Regions from separate parts of the Mus musculus genome. Here all the other regions are linked to region 1. Evidence: chromatin contacts called from public HiChIP or PLAC-seq, Micro-C and promoter capture Hi-C data. All regions are on one chromosome and are shown on one strand. The core of a region is the stretch at or near the end of the contact, and the rest is flanking DNA. Distances in the headings are between cores, read along the strand shown.

Region 1 (3,528 bases), core at 460-2,959:
TTCTCCTCAGTAGTGTTTGTCAGAGGATCCCTGGAATTCAAGTCTAGGGAGACTAGAGCAAGAGGCATGTGCTTCTATTTAGATGTAAAGGGAGAAAAACCTTCCCTTAAGAACTCCCCAACTGCCTCACATCTGGCCCCCCAAGAACTATGTTATGTCAGGGACTGCTGACATAACATAGTTCTTGGGGGGCCAGATGTGAGGCTCAGACTTGGGCCACACTGCATGGCCAGACCGGCATGGGGCTCAGGGTCAGAAGCAGGATCTACCCTTATGAGCTTGCTCTGCTGGGGTTGTGCTCTGTCTTCAGCATCAAGGAGCACACAGATGGTGTTGCCTGCTGCCTTTCGAAGCTTCTGCCTCAGAAAGCAGCCATGCGAGGGAGACTGCCACAGAACAGTCTGGCTTTCATTTTGTGCCTGGTGATTGTGAAATAGTACATCCTTATGAGGTTCCTAAGAAATAATCTTTTCTCATCTCCATAGGATAGATGAAGAGACTGAGGCACAAATGACCTAAGTTTGCTAAAAGGTCAGAACTAGTTAACCACTGTATTTTACTGCCACTTGCCAGTTCTGACTAAAGAGAGACAAGGGGGAGGTTGTTGTCGGGGACGCTACAGTAGTACCTAACCTGCAACCAAGTCCACACAAGGCTGGAAAAGGGATCAGGTGCTTGGGGGATTCCTTCAGCACACTGTTCTGGCGCTCTCTCCACATCCGTCCCTGACAACAGGTGTTAGAGACCTCTCCCTCAGACAAAATTTGCTGTTCCCCAAGATAGCCCTAGGCTAGTGAAAGCGGAGTTGTAGTTCTGTGAAGGGCTTTAGAGTACAGGGAGAGGAAAAAAACGAAGCAATTAAGGTTTTTCTAGGGAAGTCTTGAGCACTGTCAAGGGACTCTGGTTATCGAGGTTGGGGTTATGATATCCTCTGAACAGGGACTCAGGAGTCCTTGGTCTAGTGTGAGACATTTATTCCACACACCTCAGAGGATCTAAAAGGAGCCTAGGAGAGCATTTGCTGGGGTCTGGTTGCCTGTCGGAGGGCGACAGAAGACATCACCACCATGCGTGGTGTGGTAGGTTCCCTACTGGAGACAGTTTAGAGAGACTCATTCATCCACGTCCAGACACCACCATATAAGGAGAAGGGCAACACGGAGCAAGTCTCGGAAGACAAAGACAGTCTGAAGGGCAGGCGCTTTTATGTAACCGACTTCTGCGCCAAGGGTCTCAGGAGGCTGGCGTTTTAAGTCCTGCCCGGCGGTATTTTCGTACAAATAGCAGCGGACAGCAAAGCGACCTAAGTTGGGCAAGTTCGTGGTGCTTTGGCAAACCAGGAGTCTGGTCGCACTGCCTGTTCCCAGAGCCTGGCAGTATGAACCTGGGCTCCAAAGGCTCTGCCCTTGTCCCTTCTGGCTAGGACGGGTGACCTTGGACGCGCCACTTGACCCATGAGCCTCAGTTTCCCAGACTGCACATACAAGGCAATGCTGGACAGCTTACAGACGCTCATCGGGGAGCCCTGGATGGAGACCCCTGATCTAGGGACCGGAAGCGCCCCTACAATGTCCCCGCTGCGGGCCCGCGCAGTCCCAGTGCCCCCACGAGGCGGCGCGCGCCGGGCGGTCAGCATAGCGCGCAGGCGCGGCGGGCGGGGCGGGGAGGGCGCGGGGCACTGCGCGGCGGCTCAGAGCGCGCGGGGTGGCGCGCGGGGCGGGTCGTGGCAGAGCAAGGCATCGTCGCAGCCGGCGAGCAAGACTGGCCAGCGCTCCTCGGCTTTCCAGCCCGCTCTCTTCGCTCATCCCGCCGCCTTGCAGCCCGCGGCCCGCAGCGCGGTGATCTGGGGCTCCACGGGGCCGGGCTGAGCGGCCGCCGCCCGCCCCGAGCCGCCGCCGCCGCCCGGCCGCCCGCCCGGCTTAGCCGCCGAGGCGCCTGGCGGGGTCCGCGCCGCCGGGGGCGGGCGGCTCGGGCTGCGGGGCGGCTGGCGCGCGCGCGCCGCGGGGCGGAGAAGCGGGCCCGGCGGCCGGCGAGCATGGAGGAGAAGTACCTGCCGGAGCTGATGGCGGAGAAGGACTCTCTGGACCCCTCCTTCACGCACGCCCTGCGCTTGGTGAACCGAGGTGAGCTCGGCGGCCGTTAACGGCACCCGCGTAGCCGGCTCCGGAGAGGAGGGAGGAGGCCCGACATCAGCAAGGGACTGGAGTCTCTTCCTTGGGGACCCTGGTGGACCCAGGGGAAACTTCTGGGAGGAGGACAGAGAGCGTGTAGGAGCCTGTGTCTGGACTGGTCCTGGATGAGTCCACCAGAGAGAAAGAGAGTGGGACGCCCTGGGACCTGGGGTGTTTGGGGTATCTAAGGAGCTGCAAGAAAGCGCATCAGGGATAAGGATGGGCTTGGGCGAATCTGCTGCGCAGGAGGTGAAGGGAACAGGTGCTTGGTTTGTTAGTGAAGTTTGGGGACCTTGGAAGAGGTTTAGGGTCAGATCCTCCAAGCACGATAGAGGGGAGGACTCCAGCGGCCCCGAGGGAGGAGCCCAGCTTCTCTCCCACGGTTTTTCTGTGTGTGCCTAGGCGGCCGCCGGCTGGGCAGTTTGCTGTTCCTGGGGGCGGGCACTCATGCCAGCCTGGCAGGCAGGCGGCCCTTGAAGGTCTCAGTTTGGTAGAGGAGGCCCGCCAGAGAGCCAGTTCTTGCTCGCTCTTTTCTCTTCTTGAGACAAGCTGGTCGGGTGACCCTCATTGGTGTCAGGCTTAGGGTTGAACACATTGCCAAACGATCCACCCGCCTGTGCCATTTTTCACACTCCTCCAACCAGCGCGGGTGGTAAAAGGAACCGGGAAGTGCCAAGGACAGGGACACTGGGGTTTATGGAGGCACGCCTACCCAGGACAGTATTCTTCAGGTTTACTTCTCCTCTGGCTTCCTGAATCATCTGTTGGGATGGAAGGTAAATGAAGCCTGCCTTTACCGGATCTATCTGCGACACCCGGGTCCAGCATGGTTCATGTTTCAGAGGAAGATGGTCTGGGAACCTCTGGTTCTTTTTTTTTTTTTTTTTCACCCCTCTCCTTTTCCATACTTCTTTTTAAGGGATATGACAGAAACATTATCTGGTCAGATCTGTAACCATTTTTATGAATCACTTTGTCTAGTGGATCCTATTGGGGGTATGCTGTTCACAGCGCTGGTCCTGACTCTTATTGTTGGGAGAGAAAGATGAGGCAGACATATTCTATTTGTGTGTAGACACCTATGTTTTAGAACCACGACCTCTGTTACTTGCCTATTGTAGACAGTTGTCAGGATTAGGCTGTTGTCCTCCTGTGGGGGTGGTGTGGAGAGAATTACTTTCTCCAAGAAGTGAAGCTTCTTTGAACAGAAATATGCTTGCCAGCCTCTCCCGTTAATGGTTAGTGGCATGCTTATTTTGATTTCTTTAATATACCGGAGCTTGTGAAAAAAGTCATGGGCGTTGTTCAGTCTTAAATTAGTGGAAAGGAATTTTAAGTTTTGCTGCCCGGTCCTTCT
Region 2 (3,103 bases), core at 179-2,678, 560 kb before region 1:
AGACCTGGGTTGGAAGAGTCCCGAGTTCCTCTGAGGGAAGCTGTGCACTGATGGGTGGCACTGGGTCAACGTGATTACTTAACCTTGCCAGCCAAAACTAAACTCTGCTCGGACCAGCCCCAAAGCTGGGGGTGCCGGAGCCTATCAAGTACTCCGGTGTCTTCTCGTTTCTTCCCGTGAAACGTGGAGCCTGACACCTGAAACTTCACCCAGACGCTACCGCATTTCGGAGCGTTTGCATTTATTTTTTAAAGTGCAACCGGCAAGAATCAGTTGTCGGCCGGCGTGCGAGAGGGAGAGATTAACCTATTTCCTGCACACACAGGAAAAGAACTCATGACAATTCAAGCAGTTCCCTCTCTTCCAAGTAACTTTTTGGTAACCATTCGTCCTGAAATAACCACAAGCAACAAACACTGGGCACTGGCATGGCAACGACCAGCGGGCGTGCCAGGTCCCCCAAAGGCGGGGTCCGTGGGTCTGCGACCCGGTCCGGCCCCGAGCTGCGGCCCCTCAGCCCTCAGCCCCCCAGCGCCGGTCCTGGCTCCGCGCGACTTTGGCGGGGAAATGCACTTCGCCGGCCCGGACGGGAGGGCAGCTCGCCGCGGGCCGGAGTTTCCGAAGTGTCCCGAGCCCTTCCCGTGGCCTCGGCGACTCCCGGCTGCGGCCGCCCGGGGGCCCACCTGCCCCAGGGCCGCGGGGCCGAGCCGCTGCCGAGCCCGAGGGGCGGCGCCGCCCCCCGCCGGCCGAGCGCCTGTCAGCCGCGCCTCCCAGGCCGCGCCTCGCCCCGCACCGCACGCGCCCAGCGCCCGTCGCACTCACCTGGCCGCTCTCGCCGACCGACCGCGCGAGGCCGGAGACGCGCGACGAGAGGCCGCCGCCCGTCGCCCGCCCGCCCGCCCGCCCGGCTGAGTCCACCTCCCGCCCGCCCGCCCGCGCGCGCCTCGCGCCCGTCGCGCGCCCGTCGCGGCCGGGGAGGGGGTCGCGAGCACGCGCGGGCGAGGGGCGCGGGCGGCGGCCGCTGGGAAGCCGGCCCGGCCGCGTCCGTCATGGCGCACGGCGCGGCGGCCGCTCGCTGCGTTCTCTCCGTTCGTTCGCCTTTAGTTTGACCTTTCCCTCCAGTGTGTCTGAGGAGAGCGGCCGTGCGCGCGCGCGTGTGCATGGCTCTGGGTGTGCGCGCGCGCGCGCGTGTGTGTGAGTGGGAAGGGGCCGGGTTCGTTCCCCGACGCCTGACGTCACTGCCATGGCAACGGCAGCCTCCACCCCTCTCTTCCCGCTTCCTGTACCCGCCCCCCTCGGCACGTTAAGAGGCGGGGCTCACGTGCTCACTGAGCGCGCGTGCGCACGCACCCGCAGCGCGGGGGGCGCTGGGCGGTAACGAGGCGTCCAGGAAACTCCTCCTTCTCCTTGCGGTCCCCCGGAATTGGGCCAATATGGAGAGGAGGTGCTAGGGGCGGGCGCCCTTGGTTGCTAGGTTGCGTGAAAAATATCCTGAGGTAGTGCGAAAACTCTCCCTCCATCACTGAGCATGTCTGGGGAAAGGGGGCGTGTGAGCCCGAGTTGGGCGAGGTGAAGGAGGACGTTCAGAGAGTAGCAGAAAGAGGCTGGACATTGGGGACAGGTCAGAGCGTGTCGAACTGGGACCGCGTGGCTGCTTAGAACGGTTTACTTCTTCCCACCTCCTTGTGTGATCATGGGCATGCACGTTAAACACTCTGAACTGAATGTCCCAGCCAAAAAAAAAGAAAAAAGGGGTGGGGGGGATACTAAGAAAATCTGTCACAAGATGATCGTTAGTACTAAAAGAGAGAACTTGCGTAATGACTTCCCTGGTGCGTGGTAAACACTAAACATCTAGCTGCTATTGTGGAGTACATGGCCTAAGAATTTTGCAAGTGGGTACAAGGGACTCGTGGTTTTCTGAGACAGAGTCTCACTATGGAGCCCTCTTTGTCCTGGAACTCAATAATGTAGACCACCAGGCTAGCCTAGAACTCAAGAGCAGTGTGTGTTAGGATAAAAAAGCATCGGCCACCTTCCCTGGAGTGACATTAAATGATCACAGTGGATTACTGTCATAGCCTTTAAAGTTCAAGGGTCCTGTGGCTTATGAAGCCACCTTTTAGGAAGAGGAGAATAAAAATTTGCAGGGAACACTCTTTCCCGTTAAAGATCTTCCCCTGTGACTATGGAATCACTTCTCAATCTCATGCTGTCTCGTTCCCGCAGAGGTTTAGAATGCTCAACTTAAAGGGCTGGACCCTTAAGTTATTTGAGGAGAACGGTTCTGTACCACCCACAAAAAAATCAACAAAATTGCCCTTTCCTCTGATTCCTCAACCGGTGTTAATTTACTGCACGTTTTCTTTAAAGGTGCTCTTCAAATGTGTAGGTATATGAAGAAAAGGTAATTTAGCTAACCGGCATTTTCCAGTGGTCAAGTGGGAAAGAAGTTTGTTGTCCAACCTGCAGGCATGCAATGACCAGATCTGGGGAAGGCAGGCTCCTTAGATTTCAGACTAGCTGGTTACCTCCTCAGTCCTCAAACCTCTGATTGAAACTCTTTTTAAGTTACCCCTTAATTACAGTCTGCCTCCCAGAGTCTCTTGGCTATTGCAGGACTATTTCTACTGTTGCTGTTTCTGCTTTTGAACCTCAAATCTAAGCCTGGCCTTGATAGAGAATGTGACCCAAGCTCCGCAGATACACTCTTGAGTTCTCTACTTTCTTCCAAAACTAGTAGTATTTATGTGGCCCTTCTAAATTCCCAAAAGGTTGCTGGAATTACTCAGTTGGAATGTATCAGTCTCTTTTCCAGAGCTGCTGGCATACCTCTCTTTGGACACAGTTCTTCACAGGCTTCATGTTCTGCCATCTGCAAAAGTCCACACTGAACATCCATGTTTGGTCCAGTGTATCACATAATACCTATTTCTTTAAACTTAGGTCATCGGCCTTCTTCCTTGGCCTGAAAAGCCATACAGGAAGGAAGCATGTCCATTTCAATTTGGCTATACCCTACCTCTTTTTCATATCACACACAGGACGACTTAAGCAGCCACCTAGCAAACTGCTGGCTAGGCTCCCTGCCTATAAGGTTCTT
Region 3 (3,069 bases), core at 449-2,948, 690 kb after region 1:
TCATCTGGAAAATTTTCCTAATCTTTTGTGATCTTAATTTTATGTTGTACAACGTTGAAAACACATATCTATGCCCATGGTCCACAGGTTCCTGCCATTAAGGAGGAAAGCATGGAAACACTCCCAATTTCATAAATAGAAGCTCCAACTTTGTTTTCTGGAAAGATGGCATTGCTTATGGTGCACCCCACCAGTTTCAGAAGCACCTCAAACATGGTATAAAAATCCACTAAAGTCCTGCCATTGGAGAAGGGGAGAGACAACTTCTGGAAGTTTGGGATTGGCAGACTGTGGATTCTCAGCAAGTATTGTATGGGAAGAAATCAGTAAGTGGAAATTTCAGCCAAGGGGCATCCATGATCCAATTGGGACATCTGAGTCCACAGGTTTTCTGCTGTCACTAGGTCGCAGGAGGTGACACTCTGAGTGTTCTGTGTGAGAATGTTTGGTTATTCCAAGAATGTGGAACTGCATGTAAATAGGTGACTTACTCAATGTCATTTTGGTCACATAAAATGCCTTATCCAAGTCACCCAATTGACCAGTGTCCTATGCACTTGCTAAGTTTTTGTTGACTTGGCAGTCTATAGAGTCCTACTCACATAACTCCAGAATCTCTTTTGCTTTAAACCTTGAAATGTTATAATTAATCTGAGAGTTATAACTAAACTGTAGCTATTAGAGGACATAGTGTATTCCTTAGAGTCCTACAGTGCCTCCTAGCTGGCTTTCCCCTTAGTGATGCAAAGATGAAATCCTCTTCATTCAACCACTTGGTTGATAATTCTACTGAGATGAAAAATTGATGTTGCATGGATGCTTGCTCTTTTTACATGCAAATAAATTTTAAATGTAGTTTTTCCAAATGATGTTCACTTTTAACATTATTAGCCAAGAAATTAGGACTTTGCAAATGTCCCTGCCATCAGCATCAACATTAACACCATCACTTCACTAAGGCATGTAGTTGTTCATTAAGTGTGAACAAGGCACTTGGCACAAAGTGAGTGCTAAGGAGACTAAAATCCACAAACATGAGTCAGGGGTGACAGAAATAATTTTACTTTACATCTTAGATCAGACAGATGTTGAATTTGCTAAAACAACTTTATTTTAGCTCATCATTACTTTTAAAACCCATTTTAATGCCAGTATTTTTGCTTTGCCCTTGGATGGAAACACAGTTTTCCTGACTTCCTCACCTCTTTTAAACGGCAAATTCAAGCACAGTTTGTGGCTAGAAGATAAAGATACCCAGATCACTGACAGGAAGTTGTGAAAAGCTGAACTCTTACTGGGGTTCACTCAGACCCCACAGTCTAATCTCTGGAGACAGGAAGTTTAGTTATTTTTAGCTTTTGTTCAAGTTAGATTTTTCTTTTTCTTCTTCTTCTTTTTCTAATTCTGAGTTTTGTCCACGAATGAAGTGAAGAGTGAAAATAGCTTTGTACCGGCAGCATTATTGATGCACCCATGTGCTCACTGTCACATAGTAGGCTCGCTGCACATAGTAGGCTCGCTGCCTGAGAAGATGTACAGTGTTGGAATGTAGCACTGGGGGTGTTGAATGTTTCCTACTTGGCATGTCTTGATCCAAACTCATAAAATACTTTGATCTCACCAAGCAGGGGCCAGTGAGAAGGTGACACTCTGACGAGGACTACTTTGGTGTTGTCCTGAGGTTTTTGTTCCTCATAAAGAGACTGCCTTACCCTTTCAGATGAAGTGTTTTGCTAAGACCCTGGAAGCTCCTGGCTGAAGTACTATTGCTATTCGCATGGGGTACTTCCTTGTTTGTGTCTTCTTGAATATCTCAAGGCTCCACCTTAATAAAAACATCCCACAGTTATAGGTGCTGATCTTAATCTCCCTAAATCGTTCTCTTAGAAATGGCCACAGGCTACTATCCAACTTGATATCATCCTTAATCCATCTGCATTTGGTAGTCTCCTAGAAAGACCATTATGACTCTGTAATTGCAATCTGAAGTTGCTCTTATTTTCTTAGGATAGGTCCAACTTGCATGTTATGTCTTAGTCAACTTTACAGATATATATCAACAGCAAATCTAGGCAAGGGAGCATAGAGCAGAGAGTAAAACACATAAGATGTATATGTAAAGATCTGAGCTCAAGTCTCCAGAAGCCACATAAACCTGAGAGCAGAAGTGCAGGTCTGCAATCCCTGTTCGTCCTATGGGGAGATGGTAGAGTGAAACTGGAGAACCCCTCAAAACTTATAGGCCAAATAGCCTGGACTACACAGTGTTGTAGTGATGAAACAAAAGAAGGTCAAAAATGAAGGTTGTCACTAGTCAGGCTAGGACCATCTGAAATCAGATCATCCCGAAGATCCTTTTAAAACCCCAGTGCAGAGTCCATCTGGGTGATACCTTCACTTTCTTCATCCTCATGTGTGACACAAACGTCCCCAGTGCCTAAGGTATTCTGTTTCCAACTCAATTTGGAATGTAGCATCTGTTGAGTTCATGCTCCATGAAGCATGAAGAGTACCATTTTAACATCCCATTACAGCCCCATTAACAGTCCATGCATGCCTGTGAGCTGCTCTAACTCTTACTTCAGAGGTGAAAAGCCTAATTTTCAGGGAGGTGAACAGGGTCACCTATGCTACAGGCACTGTGGGAGCTCACTCTGCCTATCATGTTGGCATCAGTGATCATGTAACAGGATGTACCATCACTGTTTGTCCTATGTGAACTCGTGAGTCCATGGACCAATCTTTATTTCCCATACGCTGAAGATGATCAGTTTTCTTACTGCTAGTAGTTAATCCAGGTACTCTTTGCTAATATGGTAGAGGAATTAAAAGCCATCCTACCTTGTATCCATGAGACAGTAGTCATCCTCTTTCAACTAGAGATGGCCAAAAATGTCCTAGTCATTTCTAATGCCATCCAGATTGGGAACCACAGTTCTGCAGTGATGTTTTACCATGTGTGTAGGCCATACATGATTGGACAAGGATTTAAATAGAATAGATGGCCTAATTTATTGTTGAAGATGCAATTTACCATCAAAGCCACACACACACACACACACACACACA
Region 4 (3,183 bases), core at 365-2,864, 650 kb after region 1:
TTGACTTTACAGTGTGGTTGACCCACTTACAAGGGAGCTACTCAACCACTCAATACTCTTCTGGATTAGAATCGAACATTTAACAGTCTTGACTTTGTACAGAAACCTCTTATTTCTCACTCCTAGTGGGTTTTTAACCTTCTATATAATTGTGTATATCCACAATTGAGGGACATGTTCTACTCTTGTCAATATAGGCAAAATATTCTATCCATTTATTTATCCTCTAACTTATTTCAGTCAGCTTGGAAGCCATGAAAGTTAATCTCCATTGTAAACTTGACTAGATTTAGAGTCACTGTAGAAACCCTCCCCCTCTCTCTCTTGCTAGCACTCTTGCTCTCTCTCCCAATGTGTGTGTGTGTGTGTGTGTGTGTGTGTGTGTGTGTGTGTGTGTGTGTGTGTAAAGGCAAAGGATTCTTGTAAGGTTTACCTATAGAGAGATTACTAACCAGTGATGTAAGTAATACCTTCCAATGGGCTAGAACACTGAACTGAATCTGAGGAAGTCATTAAGTAGAAAACCCCATTCACTACCATTTGATTTCTGGCTGTGAAAACAATATGACCAGCTGCTTCATCCTCTTTCCATTTTGTCTTGCCCTGATGATTCACCTCAAATTGTATTACTTCACACTGGGAATTAAAATAAACCCTTCTTCCTTTCAGTCCCTTCTTGTCATGTATTTAGCTACAGCAATGAGAAAGAAATTAATACAGTAGTAGATAATAACCTTCATGCATGTTATAGATTAGAGTAACACTTCTGATTCGTTTGCTGTGATCTAGAAAAATAGTACCATGTATACCACTGAATCAGTTTTTGCTGCTGTTGAGTGTTGTAAACATGGCAATAGCCAAGACAGTTTCTACTCTGGGGAATCTCCATAGACTGACTTCAGTAATGCTTAGTTCTTTACATTGTCTAGTGCTCCGATCCTCTTTTCCCACAGTGCCTAGTAATGAGTAAATTATGTTGTCCTTAGGAAAGGCCTTTATGTTTTTATCATTTCCATCGTGACTATATCTGTTAACATAACTATGAATGCTCCAATCTAAATTAACCATTTGTTAATTTGTACATTTTTAAAAATAGTTGCATAATTTTTGAAAATTCAATACATGAGCACAGCAGCTATATCACTTCCGCCTTTCTGCTTCCCCACCACCAACATCTACCAAATCCATGATCTCCTTTTAAATTATTGTTGCATGTATATGCATAGACATACACATATAACATACTGAGTGCATTTAGTTTTGTACTCATACATCCATGTGTCCAGGACTGACCTCATGGGATTGGACATCCCATATGACATTCACTGATTTTACAGGTTTCAATTTTTAGCCTCCCTTTCCACTTTCCATTTGCTTCTGCAATGTTGCCCATCGAGGAAAGAAGAACTGACTTTGTTGAACAGATGTTATAATAAAGGGAATCATCTTACTGACCTGTTCTCTGTCTTCTCAATTTAGTCCCTGCACTATGGACTGTGAATGTTTTGAATTAACTCAGTTGATTATGAAGAATCCCTTAAACTTTCCCTTTAATAGAATCCAAGCTTCTCTTTCCAGACTGATTCAATTAAGATTCATTTTAACTGCAGAACCCTGTCTACATAATTGTTCTCTTAAAGTCCTTTAAAAGACATGTATCAAATTCCCTAGTGCTGTCTAGCTTCTAGTTTTACCTCCAATTCCCTACTTAATGAAGCTGAAAAGAGAGGGTTATTATATTGTTCCTTTGTTTTTATTGGACAGGCCCAAGAGAATTTGTCCAATTCTGTTGAAATACTACTAATCTGACATTTTCACAAGGATTTAGAACACGTTCTTTGTATGTGCACAATGTAAGACAGCGATTTCTTTTCCTTCCATCCTCTCTACCTTTTTCTCTCTCTCTCCCTTTCTCCCTCTCCTTCCTTTCTTCCCTTCCTTCCTTCCTTCCTTCCTTCCTTCCTTCCTTCCTTCCTTCCTCCCTCCCTCCCTCCCTCCCTCCCTCCCTCCCTCCCTCCCTCCCTTCTTCCATTCTTTCTCCTTTCCTTCCTCTCACTCTCATTTCTCCCTCTTTCTTTTCCTTTGCCTTTTTTTCTCCTTTTTTTTTCTGGGTGGCTGTACATATGTATGTGTGTACATATATATGCATACATGTATGCATACATGTATGCATGCTTGCTGATGGAGCCCAGAGATTGATGGAAATGCTATCCCTTATTTTCTCTCCCAAATTATTTTGAAGAAGGAACTCTCACTGCAGCAGAAGTTCACTTTTTCAGCTATAATGGAGCATTTCTGAGTCTCAGCATCCACCTGCTCAGTGCAAACGATACTGCCACACACAGCTTTTACATGGATGCTGATGATCCAAACCCAGAAAGTTTTGCTCTCATAGTAAGCTCTGCTTTTATTCCACAGTCCTTCTGAACATGTGAGAACAAGTTTACATATATTCTTACCTAAATGCTGTCTATTGATACTAGAGGCTCTTGGCATGCTATTATTTCAGTCGTGCGTCCTCCTGTGACCTTGGTTTATTGGGCAGTGGGAAAGTACCATGAGAAAACTGTGTGGCAATGAGGTATGGCCAATGACATTCAAGAAAAAAACAAAATAAAACAAACAAACAAAAAAACCCTAACACTGTGCTTTTTAGAATCTGAGACATGTATCTGTGCTTAGATGAGTTATATCATGAAAGTTTGTTCAGGGGATGGGTATTTAAGTGTTGACCAACAGTGAATATGAAAATAAACTACCCAGAACAATTGACTGGGTTTCACTTAGTTGCTAGACAAAAATACAAGAATGAATAAATGTAAGTTTAATGCATTTTTTAACTTCTTTGTCTTTCTTTTCTTTTCTCTTTTCTTTTCTTCTTTTTCTTTCTTTTCCCTCTCTGTCTCTGTCTGTCTCTCTCTCTCTCTTTCTCTCTCTTTTTCTTCATATTTATGTATCTGTCTTTTACAAATGGGGATGGTATGGAGCAATCAGGTTCTAGACTTAAAACCTGGCCTCTGTGTTCTTGATCTTGCACCTCCTTTTTGGTTGTAATTTTTTTGTTAAGTCTATGGTATATCGTAAGTAGCTCTAGGTTTGCATGGTCCACATCCTAATAACAACTCTGCCAAGACCCATCATGCAGAAGGAATCCTTGCTTGTTGCTCCTGCCTTTCTGTCCTC

What was found. Promoter capture Hi-C pulls out the DNA fragments that hold promoters and counts their contacts. HiChIP or PLAC-seq counts read pairs in DNA pulled down with a chosen protein or histone mark. Hi-C and Micro-C count contacts between places; a contact is called where the count stands out from the background.
Region 2: a contact with region 1 is called in a Micro-C map of embryonic stem cells, with 6 times the contacts expected there. The contact joins the enhancer-like site here to the promoter of Khdrbs3 in region 1. A contact is called at or near these places in 4 of 39 promoter capture datasets (embryonic stem cells, hippocampal neurons and stem cell-derived epiblast-like cells), 5 of 484 Hi-C or Micro-C datasets (embryonic stem cells and uterus) and 2 of 115 datasets of contacts at active chromatin or transcription factors (astrocytes and embryonic stem cells).
Region 3: a contact with region 1 is called in a RAD21 HiChIP or PLAC-seq map of pro-B cells, with 4 times the contacts expected there. The contact joins the enhancer-like site here to the promoter of Khdrbs3 in region 1. A contact is called at or near these places in 10 of 39 promoter capture datasets (3T3-L1-derived adipocytes, embryonic stem cells, hippocampal neurons and 4 more), 1 of 15 datasets of contacts at CTCF or cohesin (pro-B cells), 8 of 115 datasets of contacts at active chromatin or transcription factors (craniofacial prominence, embryonic basal ganglia, embryonic forebrain and 5 more) and 1 of 9 other capture datasets (embryonic stem cells).
Region 4: a contact with region 1 is called in a promoter capture Hi-C map of second pharyngeal arch cranial neural crest, with 7 times the contacts expected there. The contact joins the enhancer-like site here to the promoter of Khdrbs3 in region 1. A contact is called at or near these places in 13 of 39 promoter capture datasets (the 3T3-L1 cell line, the C10 cell line, cranial neural crest and 9 more), 1 of 15 datasets of contacts at CTCF or cohesin (pro-B cells), 32 of 484 Hi-C or Micro-C datasets (the AML12 cell line, LSK cells, Sertoli cells and 17 more), 14 of 115 datasets of contacts at active chromatin or transcription factors (astrocytes, cardiomyocytes, craniofacial prominence and 10 more) and 1 of 9 other capture datasets (liver).

The regions. Positions count from the first base shown.
Region 1 is chr15:68,926,711-68,930,238 of GRCm38.p6, forward strand. It overlaps Khdrbs3 (KH domain containing, RNA binding, signal transduction associated 3), which reads left to right and starts at 1,710. Exons shown (of 9, transcript NM_010158.2): 1 at 1,710-2,123. The coding sequence starts at 2,036.
Region 2 is chr15:68,362,048-68,365,150 of GRCm38.p6, forward strand. No RefSeq gene overlaps it. Among named protein-coding and RNA genes, the nearest start is that of Mir30d, 22 kb to the left of the region's middle. Within about 2 kb of position 1,429, at least 408 of the 459 cell types and tissues checked have an H3K27ac peak or open chromatin away from gene starts, as enhancers often do. A contact at or near this core is called in astrocytes, embryonic stem cells and uterus, where this site is marked.
Region 3 is chr15:69,612,968-69,616,036 of GRCm38.p6, forward strand. No RefSeq gene overlaps it. Among named protein-coding and RNA genes, the nearest start is that of Gm23987, 71 kb to the right of the region's middle. Within about 2 kb of position 1,699, at least 12 of the 459 cell types and tissues checked have an H3K27ac peak or open chromatin away from gene starts, as enhancers often do. A contact at or near this core is called in pro-B cells, where this site is marked.
Region 4 is chr15:69,577,972-69,581,154 of GRCm38.p6, forward strand. No RefSeq gene overlaps it. Among named protein-coding and RNA genes, the nearest start is that of Gm23987, 110 kb to the right of the region's middle. Within about 2 kb of position 1,615, at least 4 of the 459 cell types and tissues checked have an H3K27ac peak or open chromatin away from gene starts, as enhancers often do. A contact at or near this core is called in craniofacial prominence and second pharyngeal arch cranial neural crest, where this site is marked.